Linked DNA regions of Mus musculus: region 1 is linked to region 2. A link is a contact called in public promoter capture Hi-C data. All regions are on one chromosome and are shown on one strand. The core of a region is the stretch at or near the end of the contact, and the rest is flanking DNA. Distances in the headings are between cores, read along the strand shown. Region 1 has its middle 20 kb from the start of Sdr39u1. Region 2 holds the start of Mdp1 (magnesium-dependent phosphatase 1).

What was found. Promoter capture Hi-C pulls out the DNA fragments that hold promoters and counts their contacts.
Region 1: a contact with region 2 is called in a promoter capture Hi-C map of embryonic stem cells, with 2.3 times the contacts expected there. The contact joins the enhancer-like site here to the promoter of Mdp1 in region 2. A contact is called at or near these places in 6 of 39 promoter capture datasets (the HPC-7 cell line, cranial neural crest, embryonic stem cells and 2 more), 7 of 484 Hi-C or Micro-C datasets (the G1E-ER4 cell line, adipose-derived mesenchymal stem cells, embryonic stem cells and 2 more), 2 of 115 datasets of contacts at active chromatin or transcription factors (craniofacial prominence and embryonic basal ganglia) and 2 of 9 other capture datasets (adipose tissue and pancreatic islet).

Annotation. Positions count from the first base shown.
Region 1 is chr14:55,918,887-55,921,603 of GRCm38.p6, reverse strand. No RefSeq gene overlaps it. Among named protein-coding and RNA genes, the nearest start is that of Sdr39u1, 20 kb to the right of the region's middle. Within about 2 kb of position 1,358, at least 5 of the 459 cell types and tissues checked have an H3K27ac peak or open chromatin away from gene starts, as enhancers often do. A contact at or near this core is called in the G1E-ER4 cell line, where this site is marked.
Region 2 is chr14:55,659,096-55,661,795 of GRCm38.p6, reverse strand. Mdp1 (magnesium-dependent phosphatase 1) reads left to right here and starts at 1,345. Exons shown (of 6, transcript NM_023397.5): 1 at 1,345-1,458; 2 at 1,568-1,628; 3 at 1,698-1,808; 4 at 2,319-2,426; 5 at 2,511-2,596. The coding sequence starts at 1,422.

The DNA of each region.
Region 1 (2,717 bases), core at 109-2,608, 260 kb before region 2:
AGAGAGGGGGCCTTGCGAGTCCCTCGCCCATGACAGGATGTCCAAGGGCCTGATCCTGTTCAGGTCTTATATAGTTAGTTACAGCTATACATATACAAATGCATCCTGCTCTCTATAATGTTACTTGTCTGTATTTTCAGAGCTGACCACTTGGTATAGATAACCAACTGGTGTGCTCTTCCCTGGGGAAGACAGTCTGTCCCCTTCTCAGTCCTGCCCATCTCCTCAGTCTTCCCAGCAGCAGCCACAATCGTACCGTCTAGCTCTGCTGGGCAGCCAACAGCCCTGCCAATCGTCTTATTGTTTTGGGGGGCCTAGAAGGTAGCCTGCCCCTGACACTGTGGTTTTCATCTCAGAACCCGTAGCTTCTGGGGACAGCATTACCCGCCTATGCGTGGCATCTCCAATCTAGTTTCACGTCGGCGGATGGGATGTGTGTACATGTGGGTGGGTGCCTTCAGAGTCCAGAAGAGGGTGAGATCCCCAGGAGCTGGAGTTACAAGTTGCTGTGAGCTGCCTGACACTGGTGCTGGAAAGGGAATTCTTCAAGAGTGGCCAGTGTGCTTAACCCCTGAGCCATCTCTCTGCTACTAATTTTATCTTTTCATTAGCTTGCTAAGTGTCAGCTTTTCATGTACTCTTAGTTTGAGCCAAACGTATTATTGGGGTTCTGAAGAGAACAGAACTTATAAAATAAGTGTGTTTTTGTGTTTGTGTGTGTTTGTGTGTGTTTGTGTGTGTGTGTGTGTGTGTGTGTGTGTGTGTAGACATAGATGTATGATTTATTAGAGTGGCTTACAGACTGTGGTCCAACAAGAGCTGTCTACCAACGTAAGGTCCAAGAACTCAGTTCTTGGTGAATACGCAGGACTGAATGTCTCTGCTGGTTTGGGGCACACACTAGAATCTCAAAGACGTGGGCTCTGATGCCACTGAAGAAATGGGCTTGCCAGTGAGACTGAGGGCTAGCAGGCAAAGAGCAGAATCTTCCTTCTCCCACATCCTTTATGGCTGCCACTCGAAGGTGTGGCCCAGATTAAAGGTGGATTTCCCCAACTCAGAAGATCTAGATTAAAAGTGGGTCTTCACATTTCAAATGATTTTAGGGAAAAAAAAAAATCCCTCACTGGCGGCCCCAACCTCGGATTTTAGTTAACTCCAGATGTAGTCATTACCAGCAGGCCCAGCCATCACCCTGCAGCATCCCCATCCTTTCCTCCTCTGTCTGCCCCGCCCCCACCTAAACAATCCCATCCCCAGCATTCCACCTCCTTCTTTCATATCATACATCTTCGACTCCCTTCCTACTACCAGGAAACCCCTCCCCTCTCATGGACCCTGCTCTAGTTCCCTGGTCTATGTACACACTCGCTCCCACGTTAATGCACACACATAAAAACCCAAAGCCGGGATCTGCATATGCAAGACATGAACCATTAGCTTGCCATAGCTGGGTCACCTCACTTAACATAATGTTTTCCAATCCCATCTAATTTTCCCACAAAATTTGTACTTTATTTTTCATTACCACCAAGTAAATTCCATTGCGCATATGCACCTTGTTTTCTTTATCCGTTCAAAAGCTTTTCATTAAAAAGTGAAAAGGCAACTGAAAGGAACTTGGTATGGGGCATCAGTGGGGCAGACCCCTGCACAGGAGGAGGGCAGCTGGGGCCAGTGCTGTCCTACCAGGGTTGCCAACGATACTCACCAGAGCAGACATCTTGAGAAGACCTTCTTGTTCCCTTTGTTCTGTGTGTGTGTGTGTGTGTGTGTGTGTGTGTGTGTGTGTGTGTGTCTGTGTGTGTGCTGTGTCTGTGTGTGTCTGTGTGTGTGTGCTGTGTCTGTGTGTGTCTGTCTGTGTGTGTCTGTGTGTATGTGTCACTGTTTCTGTCTCTCTGCTTCTTTCTCTCTCCCTCTCTCCCCTTAACTTCCCTCCCTTTCTCCCTCCTTTCCACCTTTATTCGGTTACAGGAATATTCTCAACCAGCACACAGCAGACCAGAGCAGACAACCAACATTGGAAAGTAAATGTCCCTGAAGTAGCTTCATCATAATGGTTGAAGACTAGCGCATGAAGAGCCCAGTTTCATCACTTTCTCCCACAGTCCCCAGGTAACCAATGTAACCCCTCAGTTGCCCGCAGAGGTTAATTTCTCACCAACATGCACTGTGCTTTCTTTCTTCTTTCCTTCTGTTTCATTTCTTCCCTGCTCCAGGAATAGTTCTAGGAATCACATCACTGATAAAATACTTGTATTCAGATCTTTGTCTCAGGGATTGTTTCTGGGGTGGGGGTTAGGAGGGAACGACCAATCTAAAATAGGCCCAGGAATCTAACTATTTGTATTGTGGTTAAATAATGTGGTATTGTAAAGGCATCATCTAAAGCAATAAAAAAAATCGAGATGGAGTCCAGAAAGGGACCCACTGGCATATAAGCACTCGGATGTTCAGGGGAGGGGAAAGGACAACTATGCCATGAATTAAATCTGACTCCCATTTGTGGACTCAAAAACCAATTCCTGATCGTGAGCTGGTGAATAACAAAGCAGAACTCCCTGACGATGCACTAAGAAGATACCTGCATCACTTTTTAGGAAGTGGCAGGTCAGGCAGATTTCTTCTCCACACACAAAACAGCACGAAGCCAGCTCTCTGCCTCGCACGGTAGGGACTAATAAATTCCTGCCACAAAAGACATCCTGTCTATACAG
Region 2 (2,700 bases), core at 96-2,595:
AGGCTGGCCCTGAACTCTTGTTTTGTTGTTTTTGTTTTGTTTTTGTTTGTTTGTTTTGTTTTTGAGACAGAGTCTATATAGCTCTAGCTGTCCTGGAACTTAGTATGTATACCACGCTGGCCTTAAACTCAGAGATCTGTCTGCCTCTGCCTCCTGAGCATTGGAATTAAAGGAGAAGGCCACCACACCCTTGAATTTTTAATCCTCTCTCCTTTGCCTACCTAGTAGGTGGGATTACAGGCATGACCCACCTGGCTTGGCTTTTCAACTGAAAAACATTTTATTCCATTATCCCAAATGATTCTGGATGGGTTGTGTCCCCTGCACACTGAGCCCAGGGGAATTATTTCTTCAAAGTTCTAAATACCAGTTTAGCCCGCTTTTGCACTCCACCTGTGAAGCAAGCTCAGGTAGTGTTTGGTCCTCGTCCCGTAGAAGGATCACTAGACTAGGAAAGCCTACTCCAATGTGGGCTTCGGTCAGTTCTAAGCTCACAAGTGCCAAGTGTTGTCACACTTCCTGACTCCATGTTAAATGACTCCCTTGGTAATTTGAAATCGGACATGGTAGCTAGCTGTGGTGGTTCACGAATGTAATTCCAGCACTTGGGAGGCTAAAGCATGAGAATCAAGAATTCCAGAGCAGCCTAAGTTGCATACCTAGTGAATTAAAGGTTACCCTTGCCTTCATAGTGAGATCCTACCTTGAGAAAGGAAGAAGGGGGGCGGGGAGAGGGGGCGCGGGCGTCTGCAGCAAGAATAGTTTCAGAAATTGGCAAGCACTACAAATCCATTTGTACAAACTCACATCTGTTAAAATACTGTTGCTGAGGACGGTAGAAACCAAAAGAAATCCTTTCCCAGGGCAGCCCTCCTAGCCCTTCACAGTGGCTTGAAGAAAGTCTCAAAAACCTTACGGACCCACCCCTTTATAAGACTAGATTTTCATTCATTGCCCATGCTGATCTCAACCCCCTGCCTAGGCCTCCTGTGTAGCTGTGGTTAAATCACTTTGGGGTGCAGACACTACATTCTTTCTGCTTATACTGTTGCTGAAGACTAGTTTTTTATACTGTCAAGATTCTGACATGAAGACAAGATGAGTGCAGAGTAATAAACTCATGAGATGAGGTCTCAATTTCAAGACAGAAGTGCACAAAGAAAGCTGTGGCTTCTCTAGTGAGAAGTGAGTTGGGTGGTGTAAGGAATACTTTGTGGCCCGCGCCTTGGAGGGAGGTGTGGTCGCCGGTTGCAGCTATTCTCCCCGCAGAGCCTCCGAAGGCGCTCTTGCGCTGTCGGAGGAGGCCGAGCGACGCTCTAGTCACCCGGGCTTTGCCGGTTCTCTGTGGCTCGCCCGCCGCCTACTTGGCCGCCATAGAATTGGGACACACTCAGCGCCAAGTTTGGATTTGCGGGTGGATCATGACGCGGCTGCCAAAGCTTGCGGTTTTTGATCTGGGTAAGGAACGGCAGGGGGATTTTATAAGGCGCTTCCCTTTTCCGCTCCCCGCGGTAGCTAAGTGTCTGCACTCCTCCAGCTTGAACCTTCTTCCTCCTTCCTCTTGCAGATTACACGCTCTGGCCTTTCTGGGTAGATACACACGTAGACCCCCCATTCCACAAGAGCAGGTGAGACTATAAGAGGTATGGGACCAGAAAAGACATTGCGGGAACTGAGCGTTCTGTCATATTCTCCAGCGATGGAACTGTACGAGACAGGCGGGGCCAGAACATCCAATTGTACCCGGAGGTGCCCGAGGTCTTGGGAAGACTGCAGAGCCTTGGCGTGCCTGTCGCCGCTGCTTCTCGGTGAGATAAGTAACTGTGCTGCAGACTCAAGTAGATGCATAAAGAAATTGCACTTAACTCCCTGAGTACCGAAAACTAGGAAGTGCAAATGTAAAAATATTTTCGTTGCTTTTCTTTCTTTCTTTTTTTTTCTTTTCTGTTTGTTCGTTTGTTTTTGTTGCTGTTGTTTTCGAGACAAGGTTTCTCTGTGTAGCCCAGGCTGTCCTGGAACTTGATCTGTAGACCAGGCTTGCCTCCAACTCACAGAGATCCACATGCCTCTGCCTCCCAACTACTAGGGTTAAAGACATGCGCTATCCACTGCCCGGCCTTCGTTGCTTTTCTATCATTAGCTTTCTGTACTTCTAAATTACTAAAGATTAGTTCAGCGCTAGCTATGTCGGAATCTCTGGAACTGAATAACAGGGCAAAGTTGTCCCTTTATCCCCTTATACCTAACTTTGCCTGCATCTCTGGCACTCCCCTAATGCATGTATTTAATGCCTTTTTTTTTTTTTTTTTTTTTTTAAGGACAAGTGAGATACAAGGGGCCAACCAACTCCTGGAGCTCTTTGACCTTGGCAAATACTTTATTCAGCGGGAAATCTACCCAGGCAGCAAAGTCACACACTTTGAGAGGTAGGCAGACAGCTGGTGTGGGAGCAAGTGGACTACAAAAGAAGTCAGCTTGACAAGTGGTTACCCCTGCCTTGTTCTTCACAGGTTGCACCACAAGACCGGAGTTCCTTTCTCTCAGATGGTCTTCTTTGATGATGAGAATCGGAATATCATAGACGTTGGCAGACTTGGTACTGAGTCACTGCTGGGGGGTGAGGGGGGGGGAGTTCTTAAAAGAAGATAAAGTAAGTGTAGGGTGGGTAGTATACGGCAGAGCCTTGAAAGTGTGGTAAAA